Linked DNA regions of Sus scrofa: regions 1 and 3 are each linked to region 2. Evidence: chromatin contacts called from public HiChIP or PLAC-seq data. All regions are on one chromosome and are shown on one strand. The core of a region is the stretch at or near the end of the contact, and the rest is flanking DNA. Distances in the headings are between cores, read along the strand shown.

Region 1 (4,213 bases), core at 911-3,410, 480 kb before region 2:
GTACTAAATGCTACTAAATTGTACATTTGAAACTTGGTAAAATGGTTAAGTTTTATGTTGAGAAAGTTAATTCCTATATGAAGAACCAACAAATGGAGCCGTAGTGGCTCTGTCCACATCACAGATCTAAACCAAGTCAGTCTGCACTTATGGGAGATACCTGTCAGGGAATCCTACTACCAGCCACAATCCCAGCTTTACTGAGCTCACTCACCCTAGAAAATGGGACTTTTCAGCCCTGTGAGAAAAGCCCAGCTCCTAGCCAATCTTGCCCTGTTTCCAGGTTGTCTCATGTGACAGCGTATATAACTCTTGCCCTCATTCTGTTCAGAATAGTGCCCACTGCTTGTGAGATGCTATACTTCCCAATTCATGAATTGTTTTTCTGTGGATAAAGGACATCAAAGACATCATTCAAATTGTTTTCTTTTCTTTTTTTTTAGGGCTGAGGGTGCATGGAGGTTTCCAGGCTAGGGGTCGAATCAGAACCACAGCTGCCAGCCTACACCGCAGCCACAGCAACCCCAGATGTGAGCCACATCTTCGACCTACACCATCGCTCATGGCAACACTGGATCCTTAACCCACTGAGCAAGGCCGGGATCAACGCGCAACCTCATGGTTCCTAGTCAGATTCATTTCTGCTGCACCACAATAGGAACTCCTCTTTTTCTTTTTAGCCATGCTCTGAGGCATGTGGAAATTCCTAGGCCAGGGACTGAACCCATGACCGGAACCACAGCAATGATGCCATGTCCTTAACCCCCTGTACCACAAAGGAACTCCTCAAATTGTTTTCGTTTTGTCATTTGACAATGTTATATGCATTTTACCACAATGAAAGAATATTAAACTGATAATAAAAATGACAATTATTAACGTAAATGCACACACATCTACAATCACAAGTGGAGCTATGTACATACTCACTAATTGATTCCTCAAGCAGACAAGAAACTGGGATATAAGTATTTGAGCAATAAATAAAATTAATTTCAGGCTAACAGGCCTGTACAGAACTTCACATTTGCCACTACACAATTGGGGGCCCAGAGAATGTTTATAAAAATTGACAAACCAAATCTGAGAAATACCTGAGAACCAGTAGATGTGCAATCATATAATAGGTCTCACTATAACTTATGTTGGGAATCAATAAAAAGATAATTTAAAACAAATGAAATAGAGACACGGCTTAAATTACCCTTTCCCCCAAATAACTGAGCTAGAACAAAATCTTACATCTTGGTGTAGAAAAACAATTATTAGGGAATTTTCTTTTCTTCCCCCAGTGGCACCTGGGGGCATACGGAAGTTCCATCGAAGCAGCAAAGGGCGCTGACTGGGCAAAGACCTATTGAAGGAGCCCACTCTTCAGTACTGATAATTTCCATTTTCTACCTTGCTTTTGTGTCCACCTTCCTCACTGATCTTCAGAGCAGGTGAGACACCTTAATTTCTTAGATGAGAACGTTTTTGTCAACCACTATTCAGCTGTATTCAAGGCATTCCGTTCAAAGTTCCGAGTCGGAAAACGAGATTGTGTCTTTTTTCTTTTTCTTCTTCTTTTTTTTTTTTTTGGCGGCATCTGCGCACGCGGAATTTCCCGTGCCAAGGATGGAACTCGCGCCACAGAGGTGACACGCAGGGTCCTCGACTTGCCGCGCCCCCAGAGAAGTCCTGGGTCTCCGTTCTTAAGGCGCTTACAAAGGACTTGACTTTAAAAAGGAAATGCTTACAACCATCAGATCCCTACGATAAGGGGCCTCTTAGGAGATGGGGTCTGACTTCCAGGCAGCGCCCAGGTGGGAAAAAGCTGGGGCCTCCTGACCCACGCGCGGTCCTCCAAAGCCGCCCGAGCTGCGCGCCGCATGGGTCTCTGCTGGGAGTTGGGGCCGGGAACCAAGGACAGTGGACCGGGGCCGGGGAACCGGGGAACCTGGGACAGGGACGGGGGCGGGGCCGGCGCGAGCGCGCGCAAAGTTCAGTGGTGCCGCCCGCCCAACTTTCACCGCAGCCAGCTGGCTGCGCCGTGGCTCGCGCTCCCCTCCCATCCGCTCTCGATTGGCGGTGCCTGCTTGGCGCGCGCGGAGCTCGATTGGCGGTGCCTGCGGGGGAGGAGCGAGCCGCCGCCGCCGCCGCGGTGGCCTGGGTCCGTGAGGAAGCGCCTGGGCCTGGCCTGCCGAGCGGCCTCGCCGACGCCCGGGCTCGCGCGCAGCCCCTGTCAGCTTCGCGCACTTCCCGTCCCGCGCGACTGGCGCGGGGAAGGTCTGCCGGAGCCATGGACGACGAGGTGGTCCGAATTGCCAAGAAGATGGACAAGATGGTGCAGAAGAAGAACGCGGTGAGCGCGGCGGGCGGCGTGGGCCGGAGGGAGGCCGGGCGGCGGGCGGGAGCCGGACGCGGGGGCCCGTCGGCCTGAGGGGGCTCTTGGCCCTTGCCGCCTGTCTACCCGCCCGCCGCCCTACCCGCGCGACGGGGCAAGGCCCGCGCTCTGGGGAGGGAATCCGGGGGGCGTCTGGCCCCGCGTCCTGGGGAGGGGTCCCGGGCGGGAGTCTTTTAGGGGGCGTCCTGTCCCGCGTCTTGGGAAGGAGTCGTGGGAGGGATCCTGGGGGGAGGGCGTCCTGTTTCCTCTCCCTGAAAAGGGGCCCCCAGGGGGAGGTTATGGGGGCGTCTTGGGGAGGGGGTCTTGGGAGAGCGGTCCTGACCCGCGTCCTTGGGACGGGGTCGCGGGAGGGGGGGTCCTGTCCCGCGGCAGCAGGCGTGGGGACTCCTTCTGGTTGCCCTAGTTCCCTGGTGTTTGTGCAGCGTAGCAAACTTAATCCAGGCGTCCTCCCTTATTTTAAACTCGGTGGTGGTAAAGCCTCGCTGATTTAGCTTAAGAGCACAGAAAGTCCCCACTGTTTGCAAGCTAATAGCGAGAAAGAGCATCAACATAGAGGTCTGAGGTCTCTTTTAGACATCAAGCTGATAAAACTTCTATGTGAAATTCTTGGATCCTATTTCTGAAGAAGGCTAAACTGCCCCTTGATTATCTCACCCACCCTACGCGTTTGTTTAGCAATTAAAAACATATGCCAGTGTACTTGACAAGTTGCTAAACATTTAAAAAAAGTGGATCTTGTTGGGCATACCGTGCGGAAGAGCTCATTTAAGGCACGTTCACTGACTACGGTGTGCTGCCGGCTGGAATTGGCAAATGTCCGTTGCTGGTACTAGGTGGTTTACGGTTAATACCAGCGGAGTTATCTGTTATTGATAACGTGTTCATGTTCTCTTGTGGTTTGTATGAAGTGTGGCAGTTTCTGCATTTCCGTCCACCTGTGTGCTACTTTTAGTCCCTTACTTCATAGTCATCTGTTTTCAGCTAAACTTGTAAAATTCTGTGTCAGACCAAAGCGAAGGTCAAAGGGGATGCACTGATTTGTACACCGCTTTAGAGATACAAAGCATCTGTGCAAGATTCTTTTGAGACTCAAGACACAGCTGTGCTCCGTGTATTTTACAGAATAAAAAACTGAGTCAGAGAGCCAGTAGTTGGTGTATTTAAATTGAGTGTGTGCAACGTGGATTAAACCAGGACCCAGGTTTGCTGCTGGACAGCACGCCAGAGCAGGAAGTAGTGTTAAGCACTGAATTCTTTAAAAAAAACAAAAAAATGAAAAACAACACTGAATTCTTAAGACTTCAAGCATAGCCTGTTCCTCTTTTCCTTTAACAGGTGCATTGTCCAGCATGTAATTTCATACCCTGTTAATCTGTATTTGCAATTTTGAACTATTAAAGTATTTCCTGTTTGTTTTCTGTTTCAGACATTATCTGCGCCAATTGTTTATTTCATCCCTTTTTTTTTTTTTTTTTAAGGGCTGCTTCCAAGGCATATTTGGAAGTTCCCAGGCTAGGGGTCACATCAGAGCTGCAACTGCCAACCTATGCTGCAGCCATAGCAATGCCAAATCCAAGTCACATCTGTGATCTACACCACAGCGACTTACCTGGATCCTTAACCCACTGAGTGAGGCCAGGGGTCAAACCCGCATCCTCTTGGATACTAGTCGGCTTCATAAGCTGCTGAGCCATAACAGGAACTCCAACCTGTACCATTTATATTTCCTATTTCATTACGCACTGCAAGCGATGAGTTCTGGATATGTGATAGGCCAAACATTTGTTATTTTGTTTAAACTGGAAGTTTTTTCCTTTGCTTAGTGAA
Region 2 (4,133 bases), core at 1,488-3,987:
TGTGATTCATTCCTTAGATAGTCATTGTGTCAGCTGCGGTTGCTGGTTGTTTGAACACAACTTTAAAAATGAGGCTGACCGACAGGTAGTTGTTTGAGAAGCATCTAACACATACGGGGAGATCCCCAATCAGGATGCGCTAATAAAATTAAGCTGTGTACTGTGATCTTCCCAATATCCTGATGTATTTCAGATGAAAGACTGTCATACACGTGTCACTGCAATGATTTTTGAAGGTTCCCTGACCCAGCTTTTGAGATATTTCAAGGCAGGCATTTCCCACAGTGACCTAGTCAAACTTCAATGTGAATATTGGCAGAATTTATTACATTCAATATTTTAATTGCTACGTGCCAGGCACATCACAAAGTTCTAGAAACTTAAAAATGAGTAATTCGCAGCTCCTTAACTTCAGGGTTTCATAGATTTAGATGGGCAGGTGACTTACAGTTGTGTGATACAGAGCAGAGGTGGCAGAGGGTGAGTGACTACTACATGGTCTAGAAGCTGGCTGATGTCCAAGCTGTTTTAAAGGATGGCGTGGAAAGGTGACAGGAGGAACATTCCCAGATGAGGAAACTTAGGCAAGCTGTGTGTAAATGTGCGAAGTGCCAGGAGACACAGCTAGCCAAAGGGCTTAGTATCTAAGAGATCCCTAGGCTAGGAAGTTTAAATGTATCTAACATGTTACAAAACCAAACCAGTGAAGGCTGCAGGTTCAGACTGGTCTTGGAGTAAATACTGAAAAGGAGCTGGGAGAGTTGAGGTATAAATAAAGTGCAGGGCACTGTCACCCAATGTCTGCATGTTCACCGCTGTCCCCCAGGTACCGGGAAAACAGTTCTCCTAAAGGGCTTACCTTCTAGAAGGTTAGACAGACACTAAATGATAGACGGATTGAGGGGAACTACAGGTACGTCAGGGAAGGACAAAGTGACACTGAAATTGAGACCTGAAAGAAAAACAGGGCTTTTTTTGGGGGGGGGGTAGTGTTTTTAGGGCCGCACCTGCAACACATGGAAGTTCCCAGGCTAGGGGTTGAATCGAAGCTGTAGCTGCTGGCCTACACCACAGTTCACGGCCCATGGAGCAAGGCCAGGGATGGAACCCACTTCCCCATGGATACCAGTCAGGTTCATTATCACTGAGCCACAACACAACTCCAAAAAACAGGTTTTCAAAGGGTAGAACTGATTTGAAGTATTTAGAGCATTTAGCAGCAGACCCTACACACTCCTCCTAACAACTACTTTCTTTTGCCTCATGGGAAATCTATAAAGGACCTAAAATGCTTATTAACTTTTTAAAAAATGTGATGACAATATTAAATCTTTTTCTGTTCCCAAAGCACCTCATATCTGCATCACTGATGTCTGTATTATAATAACTTGGCAGTCTGGAAAAGGAACAAATAAAAGGACAGACTTAAGAGCCAAGAAGGAGACATTACAAAGGGAAGGGGAGAGAATACAGACAGCATTCAACATCCTTGGTCTGAAGGACAACATGACTTGTGGAGATGTACTGTGGACATAGACAGTATGAAGAACCTGTGTTCTCTCCAGATACTTGCACATATATAATAAAACTCATCTTGATACATTCTCACTATCAGTAAGCAAAAACATAAGGCACATAAACTCCCAACATTTACACTCCAGAGAAGGTGTAAACCTTTAAGATATTGAAACTGGGTAGGACCCTGTGGGGTTCCTTTGTGTCCCTCAGAGGATAAGCTTCAGGACCCTCCTGGAGTTGCAAAGGGCAGGTTTAAATAGCTGCTAATCAGGGAAGGGAGGGGATGCAGAGATTAGGGAGGCACAAGCAGCAAATAATGGTGCAGCCTTGGGGCAGGGCCTGGGCTGATACACTTCTTTGAGCTGTTCAGCCTAACTCAAACCCCCAACAAATGAAAAGATGCTAACTATCTGGTGAAGAATTCTTCATTCTTTAAAGAGAAGGACCACCAGAACCAGTCCCAGGGCCACCAAAAACCAGCTTTGAGGAATGCAAGTTTGCACCTACCCTGATCCTTATCCTATTTTCTACTCCCAAACTATAAAACCACCTCCTGTTCTCTCCCAAAGAAGAGCATAGTCTTTATTAGTCGACCCTGCCCCCCCTTTGCCTGATAAAGCAATAAAAGCTATTTTTTTTTTTTCTCCTTCACCCAAAACTGTCTCCTTGTTTCTATTTCAGCAACAGTAAGAGCCAATCACTTCTGGTCATTTCTTTCAGCTTATAACTAAGAGAGAAGATTAAGAGTGAATTAATCCCCCCCAAATAAAGAAGTGACACAAACAACATTTAAAATATTTTATTTAGGAGCTCCGGCTGTGGTACAATGGGATTGGCAGTGTCTTGGTTTAATCCCTGGCCCAGCACAGTGGGTTAGGGATCCGGCATTGCTGCAGCTGTGGCTTAGGTTGAGACTGTGGCTCTGATCTGATCCCTGGCTGGGGAGCTCCATATGCCACGGGGTGGCCCAAAATTTTATTTAATAGAGTGTTACTGGCATATACATGATTTTACATTCTGACATATATTGTACTTGCTATGACAAATGTCACTGACAACTAAGAGGTAGGTCAAGGACCCATATATTTTTTAGAGGCCTAATATCGTGCTTTGCTTATTAATTTTCTGGCTGAATCCCATCTCATGACTTACTTTCTTTGAGCTAATTACTATGCTGTGCTTAGTTCAGTCAGCTCCTTTCTTCCTTCTTTCCAGTTCTCACCTTTCCCAAGGTATAAGAACAATTTTGTCTCTTAATTTCCACTTCCCTGCTGTATCTTGTTGGGGTGCTGGAATAAAACTCCACCTTAAAAACAAACAAAGATAAAATGATTTGCCAAAGACAAGTCTTCTCTGGGCTCGGTAAGAGCATAAAATTAAAAACAAAGTGGTAACACCTGCAAGTCCTTCTCAACCACAACTTTCAGATACGGGTCAGTGCAATGGAAACTTACCAGTAGTTCAATGTTTTTTTCAGTTCCCACCCTGACAAGTGAAGGATTGCAGGCCTCGCTTCCTGGTAGTGTTTGTTCTGCTTGGGTGCCCTTGAAAAGGGTGATAATACTCATCTTTATGCAAACACAACTCAAAAGCTCTCTAATGACTCAGCGGTAGCACTTCCGAGCTGTTACTCTTCCCAAATATTCCTGGATATAACAGGAATCTTAAAAGTTCAGATATTTCTCTACTTTAACTTCATCAGATTGTGATACTTAAGTCCTGTGGCTTCAAGCCAACCTGTGACTCATCATCTTCAAAGAATCAGGACCCCCTGAAGCTGCTTCCCCGGCCTTATAGGGCGCGTGCTGACGAGGGAACTCCGCAGCCAGCGGGGGGAAAAAAAAAAGGATGGTCGCGGCGCTTCTGACGTGCTCCCAATCTACCGAGCCGAAGCTCTCCCCTCTCGCCTGCAGATCCGGGGTTGGGGCGGAGGCCAGCCCCGCCGGGACACAGCGCTCCCCGCGCCCCGTCCCCTCAGTCCCTGGCCCGGTGGCAGAAGCCCAGGGGGACAAAAAGAGGCCCCCGACCTTCGGACGCCCCCCGCCCCGGCCCTCCGGGACAGGCCGAAGGGCCGGGCTCAGGCGCGCTCGTCGCAGAAGCGAAGGTCAAGCTCACCTTGGGGTAGTCGCATCCGGACAGCGGCCAACACAGCCACGGGCCGCCCAGCGGAGTCCCCGGGGTCACAGGAGGACGAACAGACGGTACGCCCAGGCAAAGGCGAGAGGCGGAGCGGCGCCCGCCCTTCCCGGCAGCTCGCCGACTTCCGGCGGACGCAGACTTCCGGATCTGCGCAGAGCGGCGGCGGGCGCCCCTCCCCCGCGCGCTTCCCGGCGTGCTCCGCGGAGGAAGGGCCGGAGTCGACAATAACAAACCGCGGCGACCGAGTCCGCGGCCCTGCCGAGCCCGGTGCTGCCTCGGGCGTCCCTGTCGCCTGGCCCCTCGGCTCTGACCGGCCGCGGTCCGCCCTCCCCGGCCCCCGACGCAGAGCCGGGGGGCCCCGCCAGCGTCCTCGCCGCCCGGAGGTGGCGGCCGCGGCAGCCCCGGCACCGGCGGTTGTGTCGGTTGGCGGCGCCGATGGGCGGTTGGTAGCCGCCGCCGAGAACGAGGCGGCGGCG
Region 3 (4,207 bases), core at 1,233-3,732, 510 kb after region 2:
TTGATGGCTCTGGTCCCAGACCACATTTTGAGAACCACAAATTTAAACAAAATCTGGTTCATTAGTTATAGCTAATGTCTGCAAACAAAGTTTGTCCTGAAGTTAAAAGTTGCCCCTTCCTCTCTGTCAGCTCTGAGACAGCTTTATATTTCCTTGATTTGTAAATTATATAAATATCACTTCTCTGGAATGCAGGGTCTGAAGCTTTCTCCATTTGCAAATTCTAGTCCTACTCATAAAACATAAATTTCTATTTCTTGGAGTTCCTGTCGTGGCCCAGTGGTTAATGAATCCGACTAGGAACCATGAGGTTGCAGGTATGATCCCTGGCCTTGCTCAGTGGGTTGAGGATCTGGCATTGCCGTGAGCTGTGGTGTAGGTTGCAGACTCAGCTCCAATCTGATGTTGCTGTGGCTGTGGTGTAGGCTGGCGGCTACAGCTCCGATTGGAGCCCTAGCCTGGGAACCTCCATATGCCGCAGGAGCGGCCCTAGAAAAGGCAAAAAGACCAAAAAAACCCCAAAATGAAACAAAACAAAAAAACATAAATTTCTATTTCTTAAAATCTGTAAGGAAATGCCGATGTGTTGTCCTTGTTTTTCAAACATAGAGAAATAAGTATAGTAAAGCTAACTTTCTTTAGAGAGGAACTATTTATTTTTATTGTTTCTTTTGCGGGTAGCAGGTGGTGGACTTTTAACTGTACTGAAAACAGCACAAGGAAAAACAATAGCAGAACAAAGCAGTTCCTTATTTGGTGGATTTTCCCCAGACACTGCAGGTCAAATGAAAGATATGAGGAAATTCTTTCAGGCCTCAGACCAGAATTGGCACTTCTCACATAACCAAGGCCCATAACACAACAGAGTTGACTGCAAATAACTAGATGATTTAAGGTTAATCTGGGCAATAAATGAAGACCTTCAATCATAAGGCTGAAGAAAACATGCAACAACTCTAGCCAAGACTTTGGAAAATGTCAACTTCTAGGATGGTGACAGTAGTTTGTATTCTAAATTTAGCTCGACAAGCATCTGTTGAATGCTTTATGTGTGGAAATTACAACGTTCCTCTCTGCAAAGCATTCTGTAGTCACAAAGTATTCACTCTGGCTATTTTTTTGCTTAATATTAAAATCGCAGCAAGTTGGTATGAATAATAAAGTTATCAGAGCAAGTATTACTTTCCTGTTGCCAGGACCAGACTTGCTGCAACAATGCACCAAGAACTCTAGGTATAAACTATCTTGTAGGCATCTAAATTAATCAGTCTAAATAAATCTCTAAGTAATTCCAGATGATGGAATAATTTAAAATTATCCATGAAAGGTGCTAAATGGAGGAACAATGAGAAAAGGGCTGAAGGAGGAAAACCCCAGGAAGATGCTGGGTTGCGGCTGCTTTCCTGTTGAACTACTCGCCCACAGCACTTGGTCCTGTTTATTAACCTAGTACTTACTAGCAGTCTTACTAAAAAATGACCTGTGGTCAACTTTCATGCAGTTGTGAGAAAAAAGGTCTCAAACTCTGAAAAATTCCTATAGCAGGATGGAGAGAGTAAAGAAAATACAAGAAATGAAGAGGAAGAAAGAGGATCAAGAGTGCAGCAGTTGTTTAATGATTTTAGCTACTTTTCTACCCTGGCCATTTTTTCTTATTTAGCTTATGGTAAGGTTTTCATGTGCTCAAATCTCTGCCTGGGATGGCAGCAAGCGAACCCTTTATGACTGTTACTTGACTCCACCGGTTAGGGTGCCCTGAGACCACGCTGGGGGGGGGGGGGGCAAGGAACCCAAGGACCAAGGGCGATGGCCCATGGAGAAATTCTGCAGCTCAGAGTTGAACGTCCACCTGATTTGCATTCATATTCCATTTGGTGCAAATAAAATCGCTGACCTGGACCGCAGACAACCTTAGCAGTTTTGCTCTGGTTTGCAAGCTCTTCCCTGGCGATGTCAGCCCTGACCCTGCTTGCAGGTTCTTCGTGAAGAGCATGTGATTTAACCACTTCTGCACACAGTCAGCTTGGTGGGAAACAGCGCCCCGGGCTTTCTAGCCAACGCGTTCACCGGAGGCAGCTCGCCAGCTAGGCCGCCTCACTTGAGCTCGTCTGCAAACCGCAGCCCAAGAAACCACAGGCCCAACGCTTGGACGTGCACCCGGCGCGGCAACCCCGGGCTCGGCTCCCGGGCCCGCCGCCGGTCGAGGAATGAGTGGCCCGCGCTGACCGACAGACAGGCGCCCACACGCCGGCAGAGCCGCTCAAGGCCGGGGACAGGCCTCGGCTCCGTGGCGAACGCGAACACAACAAACCAGGAAGGCTATTCGATCATCCACACCCGCGGCTGCGGGAGCGGAGAGCCTGCTCTCGCGGAGTCTCTCGCGGCCTCAGGACCCCGGGCCGCGTCAAGACCTCGCGTTGTTTGGGCCTGGGGGCGGGGCGCCCCAAGGGGCGGAGCCGGATGGGGCGGCCCCTGGCCTTGTTGACTTCGGCGTCCTCGCGCGCGACCCACGCACCCGCCGCCGTCCGCGCATGCCCGGTCTCCGACGGCTCCGAGGCCGCGGCGCTCGGGCTTCCTCAGCCCGCGTCCGGGCCCCGCCCCTCCCCCCTGCGGTGGCGGCGGTGGCGGCGGCGGCGGCGGAGGAGGAGGACGTGTTGTTGTGGCGGCGGCGGCGCCGGCTGCGGCGGAGCCCGCCAAGTCCCAGCGCCTCACCTGCGCCCGCCGCGGAGGGCCGGCAGACCGCCTCGCCGCAGGTAACGCCGCCGCCCGCGGGTTGGGGCAGGGGCCGGGCCGAGAGGTCGGGGTCCCAGGGGCCGGAGAGGGTCGCGGGGGTCGCGGGGCTGGGGGGCCCAGAGGTCGGGCTGGGCGGCTGAGGGGGCGGGGGTCTGGGGGGTCCAAGGTGTCGGAGGGATCCGGGCCCGGTGTCTGAGGGGGGTTGAGGGGGCCAGAGGTCGAGGGGACTGGGGGCGTCTGGGCCTGGCGGCTGGGGGGGGGGTGTCGAGGGGGTCGGGGGGAGTCTGGGAGCCGGGGGGCGGGCTCCAAGGGGTCGAGGGGACGGGGGGTTTGGGCCTGGCGGCTGGGGGGCCGGAGTCGAGGGAGTCTGGGGGCGAGGGCGTCTAAGGGGTCGAGGGGCTGGGGGTCTGGGCCGGCGGTCCAGGGGCGTAGAGGGGGCTGGGAGGTCAGGAGAACCGGGGGTCTGGAGGAAGTCGGGTCCTGGGCTGCTGGGGGTAGAGGGGCGGCGCTGGGGCTCTGGCCTGCCCTCGCCCTGTGACTTTGTTGTTGTTTGCGGCTGGAGGAGGAGCCCGGCCCACGTCGGCCCGGGAGCCTCGGCGCGGCGCCTGGCGGGGTTTCAGGGGCTGGCGCGGCGCTGGCGTTTGCTCACTTTCGGTGTTTCTGTCGGAGCGTTTCCTGCTGTTTAAGGGCGGGCGGGCCTTCTTGGGGCTTCAAACGCCGGCGTAGACAGGACCCAGGGGTGATTTTGCTAATATGAGGCTTCCCCGCCTCCGTCCAGTGCTGTGTTTTCGCCTGTCCTCTTTTTAAAATTGAGAGGTCCTGAGTATATTTTTGAAATTACATACTAGAAAAATTGGGGTATAGAGGAGAAAGTACGGTTTTACCAACAGTTTTTTTTTTCTCCCAGTTTATTTTTTATTTTTGCACAAAGTATTACATGGCTCTTTAAGAAAAAACTAAGCAGCAGCCCAGCAATGCAGTTTGCTCCCCCTCTCTCCCCGCCCCATTTCATCCCATCTTACTACCCTGGCTAACCAGTATTAAAGTGTGGTGTTAGGCCATGAAGGATATTTCTGTGCATGTTATAAGTATATTTTAAAAGCAAAATTGGGATCATGTATAGCATATAGTTTTTATTGGCCAACAATACTCACGGATATTTGTCCGTTTTATTACGTCTCATTCTTTTTAAAAACCGCAGAGCTATATTTTATTGCTGAACATCGTCTTCAATATTTCTATGATCTTTTGACTTTTAAATAGCATTTATTTATTTATTTGTCTTTTTAGAGCCACACCCATGGCATATGGAAGTTCCAGGCTAGGGGTAGAATCAGAGCCTCAGCTGCCCCAACCTCCACTGCCACATCCACGCTGCTTCTGGGACCTACACCACAGCTCACAGTGACTCCAGATTCTTAACACACTGAACGAAGCCAGGGGTCAAACCCGTGTCCTCATGGATGGTTCCTTA

The links. HiChIP or PLAC-seq counts read pairs in DNA pulled down with a chosen protein or histone mark.
Region 1: an H3K27ac HiChIP or PLAC-seq map of alveolar macrophages shows a contact between it and region 2. The contact joins the promoter of TCEA1 here to the promoter of RB1CC1 in region 2. A contact is called at or near these places in 2 of 5 promoter capture datasets (fetal liver and liver), 1 of 47 Hi-C or Micro-C datasets (embryonic fibroblasts) and 2 of 2 datasets of contacts at active chromatin or transcription factors (alveolar macrophages and skeletal muscle).
Region 3: an H3K27ac HiChIP or PLAC-seq map of alveolar macrophages shows a contact between it and region 2. The contact joins the promoter of PCMTD1 here to the promoter of RB1CC1 in region 2. A contact is called at or near these places in 1 of 5 promoter capture datasets (liver) and 2 of 2 datasets of contacts at active chromatin or transcription factors (alveolar macrophages and skeletal muscle).

What each region holds. Positions count from the first base shown.
Region 1 is chr4:77,107,460-77,111,672 of Sscrofa11.1, forward strand. It overlaps TCEA1 (transcription elongation factor A1), which reads left to right and starts at 2,161. Exons shown (of 10, transcript NM_001243680.1): 1 at 2,161-2,344. The coding sequence starts at 2,282.
Region 2 is chr4:77,590,467-77,594,599 of Sscrofa11.1, forward strand. RB1CC1 (RB1-inducible coiled-coil protein 1) reads left to right here and starts at 2,738. Exons shown (of 24, transcript XM_021089370.1): 1 at 2,738-4,133.
Region 3 is chr4:78,096,539-78,100,745 of Sscrofa11.1, forward strand. PCMTD1 (protein-L-isoaspartate O-methyltransferase domain-containing protein 1) reads left to right here and starts at 2,483. Exons shown (of 6, transcript XM_021089409.1): 1 at 2,483-2,753.